Linked DNA regions of Hordeum vulgare: region 2 is linked to region 1. The links are chromatin contacts, called in public Hi-C maps. All regions are on one chromosome and are shown on one strand. The core of a region is the stretch at or near the end of the contact, and the rest is flanking DNA. Distances in the headings are between cores, read along the strand shown. Region 1 has its middle 13 kb from the start of LOC123402833. Region 2 holds the start of LOC123402127 (UDP-glucuronate 4-epimerase 1).

Evidence for each region. A called contact is a pair of places that touch in the nucleus more often than the background predicts.
Region 2: a Hi-C map of leaf shows a contact between it and region 1, with 3 times the contacts expected there. The contact joins the promoter of LOC123402127 here to the enhancer-like site in region 1. A contact is called at or near these places in 2 of 6 Hi-C or Micro-C datasets (leaf and seedling) and 1 of 1 datasets of contacts at active chromatin or transcription factors (embryo).

What each region holds. Positions count from the first base shown.
Region 1 is chr6H:535,240,768-535,247,353 of MorexV3_pseudomolecules_assembly, forward strand. No RefSeq gene overlaps it. Among protein-coding and RNA genes, the nearest start is that of LOC123402833, 13 kb to the left of the region's middle. Within about 2 kb of position 3,379, at least 3 of the 3 cell types and tissues checked have open chromatin away from gene starts, as enhancers often do. A contact at or near this core is called in leaf and seedling, where this site is marked.
Region 2 is chr6H:535,625,684-535,632,264 of MorexV3_pseudomolecules_assembly, forward strand. LOC123402127 (UDP-glucuronate 4-epimerase 1) reads left to right here and starts at 2,427. Exons shown (of 1, transcript XM_045096008.1): 1 at 2,427-4,539. The coding sequence starts at 2,789. The coding sequence ends at 4,105.

The sequences.
Region 1 (6,586 bases), core at 2,129-4,628:
TGATCGAGGACGACACTCGACGAGGGAAAAAAATGTTTAAGTTTCTAGAGTCGCACCAAATTATTTGCTTCTTTGCTGGGCGAAAGATGAACTCGCGGCTGCTTGCAGAAGAACAACCGTTGGGTGCGGATCAGAAACAATCGTTGGGTGCCAATGCAATCGGTCCACATTTACCGTACTCTCCGTCGAAAATTCGCTGGTTAAGCCGGTCGTAATTTTTTGGATCTATGATCCCAAGCATTGTACCTCTATTTTTTGTACAAGAAGTTATGGTCATTGAAAAACTACTATTCGTAGATTTGTCATTAAATTATCATCATTAAACATCCATTGCGACATGTGCTTAATTTATTTCTGAATTTATTTTAGGATTTTCAACCATGCATATTCAGTAGAAGTAGCCGTTTCCGTCGATGATGAGGCGCCTACCGTTGCTTCGTAAATCTCAAGGTGATATGTCGGTTCAATCTCTCGAAGTTGCTGGATAGGATGTGCGTGTGTGCATTTATAAAAATGGATGGATGTACGTTTAGATGAGCGCTTGTGACTGTAAGTTCATCGTCCTTATAGTTTTTTTCCAAATAATAAATGCCACATGTGTGACATCAAGTAATACTGCCCGGTCGTTTCTTATAACTAAAATTGCCATAAATAAATGAAAAAACCTGAAACTTTTCATCCAAACAAAAAATTGTCATGTTTCACAATTAAAGTTGTCGTTTTCGGATAACTAAATTTGTCATCAAAAAAGGCTAGAACAGAATTTGCTTCGTGCCATACGTATGACATTTATTAGGGTCATAGTTTTTTCTAATAAATCTTAGAGATCTTTTAACAGATCTTTCATAATTTGGAGGAAGATAAGACCGCATATCCTTCAGAGTAGCATATTTGCTGATGTAAAAAAGTGTCATTTTAACCGATTCCCAATACTTGGCTCCCCAAAAAATTGTCAATTTGTTCTAGTTTGTATGTACAAACTACATTTCAGTTGCATATTTCCACACATATTAAATCCAAATAAAAATTAATGTTCACACAGTTCATGATATAACAAATTCAAATTTGAAAACCGAACTACAAAAAGTCAAGCCGAACCGAGGTCGAAATAATCTCTTAAAATCTCAACATGGCCCCCATTCTATCTCGCTTGAGGCGTATACGACCGAATTGTGACCCTCTACTCGTCCGTCGAAAATCTTCATTGAAAATTATGCCAATGGCCATTTCAAAGTCATTATCGTCTTCTTCCTCCTCCTCCGAATGAGTGTCCTTGAAATTCCTCTCTCTTAACCTCCTCATATTGACTACAAACGACTCGGTTCAATTCAATTGGCAAAAGAAAATATGAGATGAAAAAAGCATAAAAAATACGCACCTAGGCAAATTTTGAATACTTGAAGGGTGAGTTGCGGCCGGTGGGCGACATTGAACAGTTGTTAGTGGTCGTCGGGGTGTCAAGATGGTTGGTAGTCGTCGGAGACACTCGGAGGAAGAAGATGTGGTTCATCTTTCCAGCGACGAGATCGATGCTGGCGGCAACGATGATGGAGCTCAATTCCCACGATGGCAACGACCAGTGCTGGCTCGGAGTGGGGCAAGAGCGGAACAGGGAAGTGTCAGCGAAGGCATCAGGTAGTCCTTTGAAGCAACGCCAACGACGACGCGGATGTGCGTAGGATAGGGGGCAAAACATCACTGCGTTGGTCGGCAGACGGATATATTTAGGAGTTGGGGTGGCCGAGGAAGATATATTTTCCTCCAATAACATGATAGGAGATTGATTAGAGGTGCTCTTATCCCCACGATTGCGACCATACATACTTCCTCTGTCTCCGTGTATAAATTGTCTTACAAAAACCAAATGATCCCAATACACATAGATGCGATGCATTAATTTTCACATTGTCTTTCTGTTTTTTGATATGAATAAAGGAATCAATCAATAGAAAACGTGGGATGTGTGTGTTTTGATGACTCGAGACTAACTAACAAGACATGCGGTGATTTATTCATTGCATGCAATGACATTAATTAATAAATTAACGTTAATTTCTATTGTTTTCTTCTTCATCTTGATCGTGATACATAATCTAAAATGACTTATACATCAAAACGGAAGGAGTACGATATTTCTTCCTTAAACCTCCTCCACACGCACGCATGGTCAAGTCTTCGTCCCCTTGCCTTTCACCCACCGGTCGGTCGGCCGCGACTGGACACGCGCGACCGCAACAGCAACCGCTACGTGCCGCGCAATGTATCGGCAACGGCCGGTGGTCGACATTGGTTGCCGCTCGGCCCTTGACCGTCGCCGTGGACGTTTCTGCCAGTGCCCCGCTCGAGAAGGAAAGCGGCCCTTCCACGGCTCGACCACTCGGCGGTTGCGAGTGCATGCAGGTGGGTTGTACGGCCGACCTCATCGAATCGACCGATCGATCCGAGTAGCAGAATCGACCGCTGCAACCGTTGGGCGCACGTAAGATGCTGCATACCGTTGCGTCGCATTGGTCGCTCGCTGTCAGCCGGGCCTGGTACATGCTTGCTTGCGCGTGAAGCTGCGGACACGAGAGGTTCCGGAAGAAGGCAGAGGGAACACACAAGCAGCGACAGTGAAGATCGATCGAGGATCAAAGGTGGAGATCGTGGTACAACTTTCCGTGGTCGACATTGTCACCTTTCGCTGTCGTTGGAGCATTCTTGTGACCGCGCGCGATACGGCGCGGCGTGCCGGGACAAAGATTTGGGCGCGTGCAAGCGTTGGTGCCGTAGCCAGGCCATAGTCCCGGACTTTTCACCTTTTGTCTTTATTTATTTACTGGTGAAAGCCGGATCTGAAATTGATCATGCTACGGCCTACGGGTAGCCGGGTAGGGAGGAGTGGAAAGATGATGCTCTAACTGTGGAGGTACCATGAAGATCACCGATATATCTGCAGCATGATCGTATATATTCGTAGCTCTTGACTCTTGTTGGTGCGTGGCTAATTGGAGCCTAGTCGCTAGTCCTGGGGCCGATCGGTCTTCGCTTTCGTCGCACGGCTGACGTACAACTTTCCCAGCTCGCTGCGGCGGATTGGCGACAGGTCGTCCGGTCTGCAGGACCAACCAGATCTAGTATAGACGTGAAATTCTACAGATGTCATCAAGCTGGTCTGACAGCAGCACGTATCTAGGAGAGATCTTGGCCCGTCCCAAATCGGGAAGGAAGCCCGTGTCCCGCGTTTTTATTCACCATCACGCTCGACGGCGTGTGACCAGATCGGCTCATCTCGTCGGCGGCACTAACTTTGGCACATCAGCACATGGGCCGGGGGTAGCAGCACTGGCCACTGCCGCACATGGGTAGGGTAGTGCAGCGCAGCGCCGGGCAAATGCAGCGAACCAACGGCAACGCGTGCTGCATGCCACGGTCCCGTCGAGGGTCGAGGCGACGACGATGGGTGCGTAAAGTGGGCACATGAAAGCGATCCGTCTCCTCGGATCCGATGATTGTTTGGCAAAGCATACATAGGCGCCAGCCATGGCGACTTGAACTGACGCTGCGGTGGGTCACTCGTTCCACTAGCTGGTGATGGGTTCTGATGGCACGGGCCGGCCGCGTCGGTTGCGAACAGTGAGACCCGCCGTGGCTTGGGTTTTGCATGCTTCTAGCTGTAGAGGCCCGGCGCGACACGGCGTGGTGGGCGAATTTGCTGGACAGTTGAGATGGTTGGTTGATGGGACGGCATGGGTGTTTTAGACTGTACCGTAAAGCGAAGGTAGCAGCGTGAGGCCAGACCTTGAACCTCTTCGCATCATTAAAACTGAACACACCAACCTCAAGAGTTTTCATTTGCGCTTCAGCTACAGAAACACTGTCATCTAAAACAGCAACTCCAACGGGCCGACTCAATTTTATTCGCTTTTTGTCCGCTTTTTCATTTGAGTTTGTGAGTGCGCCCAACGGTAACAGATCCATTTTTGACATGTCCACTCTCACATTTCCTCAAACACATAGCACGCTCACAGCATGCGCGGAGGTTGACGGGCAAGCGTTGCAGGGGAGCTCAAACCCCACGGCGGGGGAGGCACGAGCGAGTCGTGGCATGGCGCAGTCGCGTCCAGACGCGGCGAGGCCAGGCGCTGCCAAGCGCGGAGCGGCCTCACGCGGTCGCTGAGCGGTCTGGTGTGAGACCAGGAGCGGTGTGGCGGCACGGGGAGCGGCTATGCTATTAGTCACTGATTTTGGGTCCTCCTGCGATTCAAGCAATTTGGAACGCCGGGGTCCGCTTACGGGGAGCTCATCAAAACTCACAGTTTTGCCCTCTTTCGGTCAGTTTTGTATGCTATTAGTCACTGATTTAGGGAAACCCGGGGTTCGGTTATGGGGAACTCGGCAAAATTCACAGTTTTGGCCTATTCTGCCTAGTTTTGTAACTCAGTGATTTTTGGTCCTGCTGCGATGTGAACGTTTCGGGAATCCCGGGGTCCGGTTACGGGAACTCGTAAAAACTCGGAGTTTCGGCCTATTGTGGCCAGTTTTCTACACTATTAGTCACTGATTTTGGGTCCTCGTGCGATCCAAACGTTTTGGCAAACCCGGGGTCATGTTACGCGGAACTCGTCAAGAATCGCAGTTTTGGCCGATTGTGGCCAATTTTGTATGCTATTCGTCACTGATTTTGGGTTGTGCTGCGATCTGAACAATTTGGGAACTCCGGGGTCCGCTTACGGGGAACTCCTTATAACTCGCAGTTTTGGCCTATTCCGCCCAGTTTTGTATGCTATTAGTCACAAATTTTGGGTCCACTTGGATCCGAACATTTCGGGAACCCCGGGGTCCGCTTACGAGGACCTTATAAAAACTCGCATTTTTAGCCTATTCCGGCCAATTTTGCATGCTATTACTCACTCATTTTGGGTCCCGCTGTGATACGAACGTTTCGAGAACCCCTGGGTCCGGTTACGGGGAACTCGTCAAAACTCGCAATTTTTGCCTATTCCGGCCAGTTTTGTATGATATTAGTCACCTATTTTGGGTCCGCTGGGATCCGAACATTTCGGGAACCCCGGGGTTCGCTTACGAGGACCACGTCAAGCTCGCAATATTGGCCTATTCCGGCCAGTTTTGTATGCTATTACTCACTGATTTTGGGTCCTTCTGTGATCCGAACGTTTCGGGAACCCCGGGGTCTGGTTACGGGGAACTTGTCAAAACCCGCAGTTTTGGTCTGTTCCGGCCAGTTTTGTATTCTATTACTCACTTATTTTGGGTCCTGCTGTGATACGAACGTTTCGGGAACCCTGGGGTCCCGTTCCGTGAACTCGTCAAAACTCGCAGTTTTGGCCTATTCCGCCTAGTTTTGTATGCTATTACTCACTGATTTCGGGTCCTGATCCGATCTCAACGTTTCAGGAAACCGAGGGTCCGGTTACGGGAACTCGTCAAAACTCGGAGTTTTGGCCTATTGTGGCCAGTTTTCTATACTATTAGTCATTGATTTTGGGTCGTGGTGCGATCAAAATGTTTCGGGAAACCGGGGGTTCTGTTACGGGGAACTCGTCAAAACTCGCAGTTTTGGCCTATTTCGCCATGTTTTGTATGCTATTAGTCACAAATATTGGGTCCACTCGGTTCCGACCATTTCGGGAACCCCGGGGTCCGCTTACGAGGACCTTGTCAGAACTCACAATTTTAGCCTATTCTGGCCAGTTTTGTATGCTATTAGTCACTGATTTTGGGTCCTAATGTGATACTAATGTTTCTGGAACCCGGGGTCCGGTTACGGGGAACTCTTCATAACTCGCAATTTTGGCCTATTCTCGCCAGTTTTCTGTACTATTACTCACTTACTTCGGATCGTGCTGCGATCCGAACGTTTTGGGAACCCCGGGATCCGGTTACGAGAAACTCGTCAAAACTCGAAGTTTTGGCCTATTCCGGGCAGTTCTGTATGCTTTTGGATCGTGCTGCGATGTGAACGTTTCGGGGAACCCGGGGTCCGGTTATGGGGAACTTGTCAAAATTCACAGTTTTGGCCTATTCTGCCTAGTTTTGTAACTCAGTGATTTTGGGTCCTGGTGCGATGTGAACGTTTCGGGAATCCCAGGGTACGGTTACGGTCAAAGTTTTAGCTTATTGTGGCCAGTTTTCTACACTATTAGTCACTGATTTTGGGTCCTAATGCGATCCAAACGTTTTGGGAAACCCGGGGTCCTGTTACGGGGAACTCGTAAAAAATCACAGTTTTGGCCGATTGTGGCCAATTTTGTATGCTATTAGTCACTGATTTTGGATTCTGCTGCGATCTGAACAATTTGGGAACTCCGGGGTCCGCTTACGGGGAACTCCTTATAACTCGAAGTTTTGGCATATTCCGCCCAGTTTTGTATGCTATTAGTCACAAATTTTGGGTCCACTTGGATCCGAACATTTCGGGAACCCCGGGGTCCGCTTACGAGGACCTTGTCAAAACCCGTAATTTTAGCCTACTCCGGCTAGTTTTGTATGCTATTACTCACTGATTTTGGGTCCCGCTGTGATACGAACGTTTCGGGAACCCCGATGTCCGGTGACGGGGAACTCGTCAAAACTCACAATTTTA
Region 2 (6,581 bases), core at 1,177-3,676, 380 kb after region 1:
CTCTTATGCCATGTGGATTATAGTCCCGCATATCCTAGGTCCGAAAAATTGCAAAATTCAAATGTTTCCATGCGCCCTTCCATTTTCCATTCCTCTCACTCACCCCTTACTATTCTGAGGCATGTAGCGCCTCACTAAAATCATGTGTGATAGCCAAGGATTGTCAAATTCTGTTCTCATATCTTGAAGTAATTCCTAACTCCTTTTCCTTCTTGCCATTGTCGGTTCTCCATAGAATCCTGTAAATCTCCACTCCCTATCTCCAATATTATCATTCTTTACAAATACATCAATATGAGATCTTCTAAAAAAATTCAGTGATACCACCAAACGAAAATAAAACCAAACCTCCATTCAATCCTCCAGCTATAACCCCATACGCACTACAGAACCCTAATATGTGTCTTAACTCTTGAGTTGTCTTGTCTGGTAGTTTGGTTCTTGAGAGAATAGCCGAAGAGGGATGGTACAGTCTAACTAGAGTGTAGGTTTTATTGATATGTCTTGGATCGTCCACAACTGCGAAAGTTCATCACCAATTGATTCATTGCTCCCGACAATGCCCCTCCCCGGAGCCTGTCGATCCGGGTTTGATGTTACTGAAAATTCCCGCTCTCTCATATGCGCGTCTTCGTTCCTTCCTTTCATGCCTTTGGAGCAAGATGATCTCCTAGGAGCATTGTCTTTCCACTATGTACATTTGTACCCTCGTTAATCAAAGGAACAAAGGTTGCATAGACCTTCTATCGAGTGATCTCTTCGGTACACTCCAAGTTAAGCATGTGCCTTATTTTGTTATCAGCATCTTGCATGGCCACTTAGGTACTTAATTTGAGCGGATTAGTAGTCGTGTCAGCGTGGTTTGAATTCGTTTTACCCAAACCAACGAGTGTGTAGCATTCTTGTCACCCTTTTCAGGTGATTATGCTAGTCAGCAAAATTCCCATGTCCACGACCAGTCGATGATGTTGAGTTTGCATCCAATCTTCCTTCAATATATCCCCACCACGAGACCTTTCAAATAAGGATGTACCATGTCAAGTCCATGTCGGCCTTCAACCAAGAGGCCAAACTTAACTCTTTTTCTGATATCCCCGTGTTCCGTTTTAAAGATGTAAGTGCCCGAGCAGACAACAATGCACACAAAAACGAGGAATTATCTCATAAGCAACCTTGAAGAAATGTCGCTCCTCTTCCCTCGTGATAGTAACATCCTTTTTTCATGGGTTCGTTCACATTGATCCTTACAGGAACTCGCAACAAATTGGCAGCTCCATCGAGCTCCGTTTCTACCTTCACCTGTTCTTCCTCTCCCTTATAGATTTACATTAGCTTAAGACTAAGTAAAGTACTTGAACCCACTGTCTACGCCCTAATCCATAATCAGGTGGCAGATAATGAATTTGAGCACAACACATTGTTGTAGTACTACTACTACTCCTACTCATGGTAAGGCATTGTTTGGTTCCAAATAAGTCACCAACTTATAAGTTGAAAAGTGCAAAAGGTGACTTATTTTGTCAAACAGATCCAACTTATAAGTCACCCCAACTTATAAGTCATAAGTTGCTCCACCCCAACTTAAAACTTATAAGTCACCCACTTTTGCATGAAAATGTGACTTATAAGTCAAATGACGACCAAACAGGCGTGACTTATAAGTCACCTGATTTATTGAAATCAGACAGGGCCTAAAACTTATAAGTCACCTACTTTTGCATGAAAATGTGTGATCAGGTGACTTATAAGTCATATGACAATCAAACAGGCTTGACTTATAAGTCATATGACAATCAAACAGGCTTGACTTATAAGTCACTGGTTTTAAGTCACTTGACTTATAAGTCACCTGACTTATAAATCACTGACTTATAAGTCACCTGACTTATAAATCACCTGACTTATTAAAACCAAACATGCCCTAAATTCCACGTGGTAGCATGCTGGGGGGCTGAAGAAACGCCGGCACCACGCACCAATCCGGATTCCAGCCGGAAGATCAGTCAGTCAGCAGGCGTGAAACTCTACATCGGCATGGCGTCGTCACGCGGCAGGAAATCCCTCCGTTCCCCCACCAATGAATGCGACGGACAGAGTGGCATCGCATTCACATCACACCCCGACGCGTGAAAACAAACAACCCTGGCAGGGCACGCGCAAACCCGGCCCGTGACCGCGCAGGCAGTAATAATCAGGAAACCCGCGTCACCGCGCCAGCATAAATACCGCCAGGAAACCACCGACGGCTGTTCCGTTCCGTTCCGTTCCCCCGCCGTGAAAGAATCGAAATCCCCCCAACATCCTCCCCGGCCGAGCCCAAAAATAGCCGCGCAATCCTCCCCACCCGCACCGCCGCCGGCAACTCCTCCGCCCTCCGCCCCCGCCCCCCGTCGCTTTCCCCTATTTATACCCGCCCCTCCCCGCCCTTCCTCCCTAGGCAGGCGCACACCCAGCCCCTGCCCCTGCCCGCTCCCCCCTTCCCCTCTCTTTTCCCCCCTCCGATACAATAAAAATCCCTTCCGTCCGTCCCGGATTTCCCGCCGGGATACGTACGCGCTAGGAGTGCACCCATCGGACGGAAGGCACCGCGCCGATTTGCGCCTGCCTGTTTGCTTGCTTGCTTGCTTGATCGATCCTCCATCCATCCGTCCGTCCGTGGTTGCGTCGTCGTCCGGGAGAAGGAGAAGGAGGAGCAAGGAGTGTGAGGGCTTCTTGGTTTCTTCGTTGATTGGTTGGCTTGCCGCCGCGGGCGGGCAGCACGACGACGGCGGGAGGTTTCAGCAAGAAGATGCGGGCGCTGGAGGACGACCTGTTCCCGTCCACCCCTGGCAAGGTGAAGATCGAGCGGGCCGGCGGCGCCATGAACCGCCAGCTGCACCGTTGCTTCGCGTCCACCAGCACCATGTTCCTCTGGGCGCTCTTCCTCGTCGCCATGACCGCCTCCTACCTCAGCTTCCAGTCCTTCGTCGACACCTCCTCCAAGTACTTCGCCGCCTCCTGGGGCGGCCTGCACTGGGAGCGCCAGATCCGCGCCTCCGCCGCGCCGCGCAGGCCGCCGGGGTCGGCCGCCGGGGCGGGGATGTCGGTGCTCGTCACGGGCGCCTCCGGGTTCGTCGGCGCGCACTGCTCCCTCGCGCTGCGCAAGCGTGGGGACGGCGTCGTCGGCATCGACAACTTCAACGCCTACTACGACCCCTCGCTCAAGAAGGCACGCAAGGCGCTGCTGTCCTCCCACGGCGTGTTCGTCGTCGAGGGCGACATCAACGACGGCCGGCTCCTGGCCAAGCTCTTCGACGTCGTCCCCTTCACCCACGTGCTCCACCTGGCCGCGCAGGCCGGCGTGCGCTACGCCATGGAGAACCCGGCCTCGTACGTACACTCCAATGTTGCGGGGCTCGTCACCCTCCTGGAGGCCTGCAAGAACGCCGACCCGCAGCCGGCCATCGTCTGGGCGTCATCCTCCTCCGTCTACGGCCTCAACGACAAGGTGCCCTTCTCCGAGTCGCACCGCACGGACCAGCCGGCGTCGCTCTACGCGGCCACGAAGAAGGCCGGCGAGGAGATCACCCACTCGTACAACCACATCTACGGGCTGTCCATCACCGGCCTGCGCTTCTTCACGGTGTACGGGCCGTGGGGGCGGCCGGACATGGCCTACTTCTCCTTCACCCGCAACATCCTGCAGGGGAAGCCCATCACCGTCTACCGGGGCAAGAATCACGTGGACCTCGCCCGCGACTTCACCTACATCGACGACATCGTCAAGGGCTGCCTGGGGTCGCTGGACACGGCCGGCAGGAGCACGGGCACCGGCGGCAAGAAGCGCGGGCCGGCGCCCTACAGGATCTTCAACCTCGGCAACACCTCCCCTGTGACGGTGCCCACGCTGGTGTCCATCCTGGAGAAGCACCTCCGGGTGAAGGCGAAGAAGCACGTGGTGGAGATGCCCGGCAACGGCGACGTGCCCTTCACCCACGCCAACATCTCGCTCGCCCGGCAGCAGCTCGGGTACAAGCCGACCACCAACCTCGACGCCGGCCTCAAGAAGTTCGTCAAGTGGTACCTCTCCTACTACGGCTACACCCGGGGATCCAAGAACTTGTGACCGCCGCGCCGCGCCGCGCCGCCCCCCCTATTCTTCCCCTCCTCACCCAACCCCTGCTGATTCTTTATTTCCGACCACTCCCGGATCAAACATTTTTAGTCCCATGGATGGATGGATCATCGTCAAGCTTTAACAGCATTCTTGTCTCGATTCTTTTTGCGGGAATACTACGTTTTAGGGTGGTGTTCTCCGGTGAAGAAAAAAAGAAAAATCCCGGATCGAATTCTTTCCTTTCCTTGCCGCCGCCGCCGAGCGCCGACGAAGACGAAAGCAATGGAGCGAAACCTTTTCTCATTGTTTATTTTTTCGATTTTTTTTCTCTGTAAAGACAAAGTGGCTCTTGATTAGTTTCTTCTTTTCCCCTCCTCCATCTGCCAAAACCCTTTTCAAAATTTGAATCAATGCATGTAATCTCGCTGACGCGGTTTTTTTAATCTTATCTAACTAAATGAAGCTAGGACGAACTGGCTTATCCGATCGCCCGTTTAAATTTCAAAAAATCTGGCGGTTTGTTCCTTGCCGTTCCGATTTTATCGCTCCCGGAGAAAGCGCGCGGAGGTGGTCGCCGGAAAATTCGCGGAGGAGGTTCCGCCTCCGCTTCCGGCGCCGTCGAGATAGAGATAAGCTTGGAGGGGACGCGCACTGCATTGGAGCGCGCGCGCGAGGGTGGCCGCCAGCTGGGCTTGGGGCGCGATGGAGCTGGCGGTGGGCCCGGGCGGCCTTGATTGCTCCGGTGGGCCCGCGTGGCCGTCGCTGGGGGTGGGGCCTGGGTGTCGTCGATTGGTCGGTGGCTGGGCCTGCCCACGTGGGCCACATGGGTGGGCCCGCCAACGAGTATGGAGTGGACGGAGGCGACACTCGAGGATGAGCTGTATTCGAACCGCATTTCTTATTATTCGTAGTACTACCAAAGTTCTAGAAAAACAAATCTTTTTATTTTTATTCGTGTATGCAGGCACACGAGTAGTACGTTTTGTTCTTGTTCCTGAGATCTTTTGTTTTTACTTTATTATTCTTTGTTGCTGTCGCGGAGATTTGTTTCCTCCTGACTCGTGGCATCTCTGCACTATTTTACTTAAATTGTGGAACAAATCGACAAGGAAGTTGGAAATGAATATGTTATGCTCTGGTGCTCCTGCGGAGCCACGACGAGTCGATGGTCGATTGGCCGGTGGCGGTGGTCGGTGTCTCTCGCACGGAGGCCCAGGGACGGAAGCACCAGACACGCAGTTCGACTGCCGTGTCGAGTGTCGACACACACCAAATAGGAGTTCGCTTGAACCCATGTCGTCGTATCGTTCGACCCGACGGCGGAACTTGTGGTTCGCACGAGAAGACGGTGGTGCTCTTTTGGGGTATCGGAAGCATTTCATTTTTCTGTGTTGTCTCGTGACAGTGTGGCATGATTCCTTGGCATTGCGTATGATGCCGGGGCCGTCCACCTTGTCTTTTTTCCATGGTGCAGACTGCACTTGTCGTCACGGTGTTCTAAAAGCAACTCCAACGCACGGTTCCACAGATATTTGTTTTATTCGGTTTTCGTTCGTTTTGGGACAGGAAATGAGGCCGTGTTCTTTTGAATTTGTGTTTGCGTCAGCAGGACGTCCAACGCGCGGCCGCATCTTCGACCTCATCTCGTCCGTCGAAGGATAAGTAAAATAAAATTAAACGTAGCAGAAGTAGTTCAAATGAAACAAAACAAGTAGTTTCATGTCTCAAAAAGTCTATTATTACAAATCAATCGAAATTTAAATAATATCAAATAGTCTTACAAAACCACTCAAAGTTTGTGCGCACGAAAAGAGGTTAAATCGGTAGATCTACTCATTGTCAATGGGATCCCACATGTGGTCAATCAAGTCATCTTGGAGTTGCGTATGAGTGTGCCGATCACTCATGTCATGATGAAATTGGACAAATTGTTTAAAGGTTGCAGGAGGTCGGTGCTCAGGCTCAACATTCTCACTCTCGAAATCAAACCCTTGGTCGTAGATGTTGTCATCACGTTCATCCTCAACGCTTATGTTATGCATGATCACACAAACAATCATCACCCCTCAAAGTTTCCGAGTGCTTCATATCAGTGGAGGGTTTCGAACGATACCCCGTTGAGTCTGAAGCACGCCAAAGCACGCTTCACATCTTTCCTAACACTCTTTTGCATTTGGGCAAACATGTGTCTCTTCTCTCCTTACGGGTTGGGTATGGTCTTCACAAGAGTGGAGCATTTGGGATTAAATACCATCAACTAGGTAATATCCCTTGTTGTAATGGTGGTCATTGATCTCAAAGTTGACCTCTTGGGAATGGCCTTCTGCAAGCCTTGCGAACACCGAACAATGCTGAAGAACACTAATATCATTGGGAGAACCAGCCATGCCGAAGAAAGAATGTCATATCCACACATCTTGTGAAGCCACCGCTTCAAGTATGAGAGTGACACCTTTCACATGCCCCTTGTACTGACCCTGCCAAG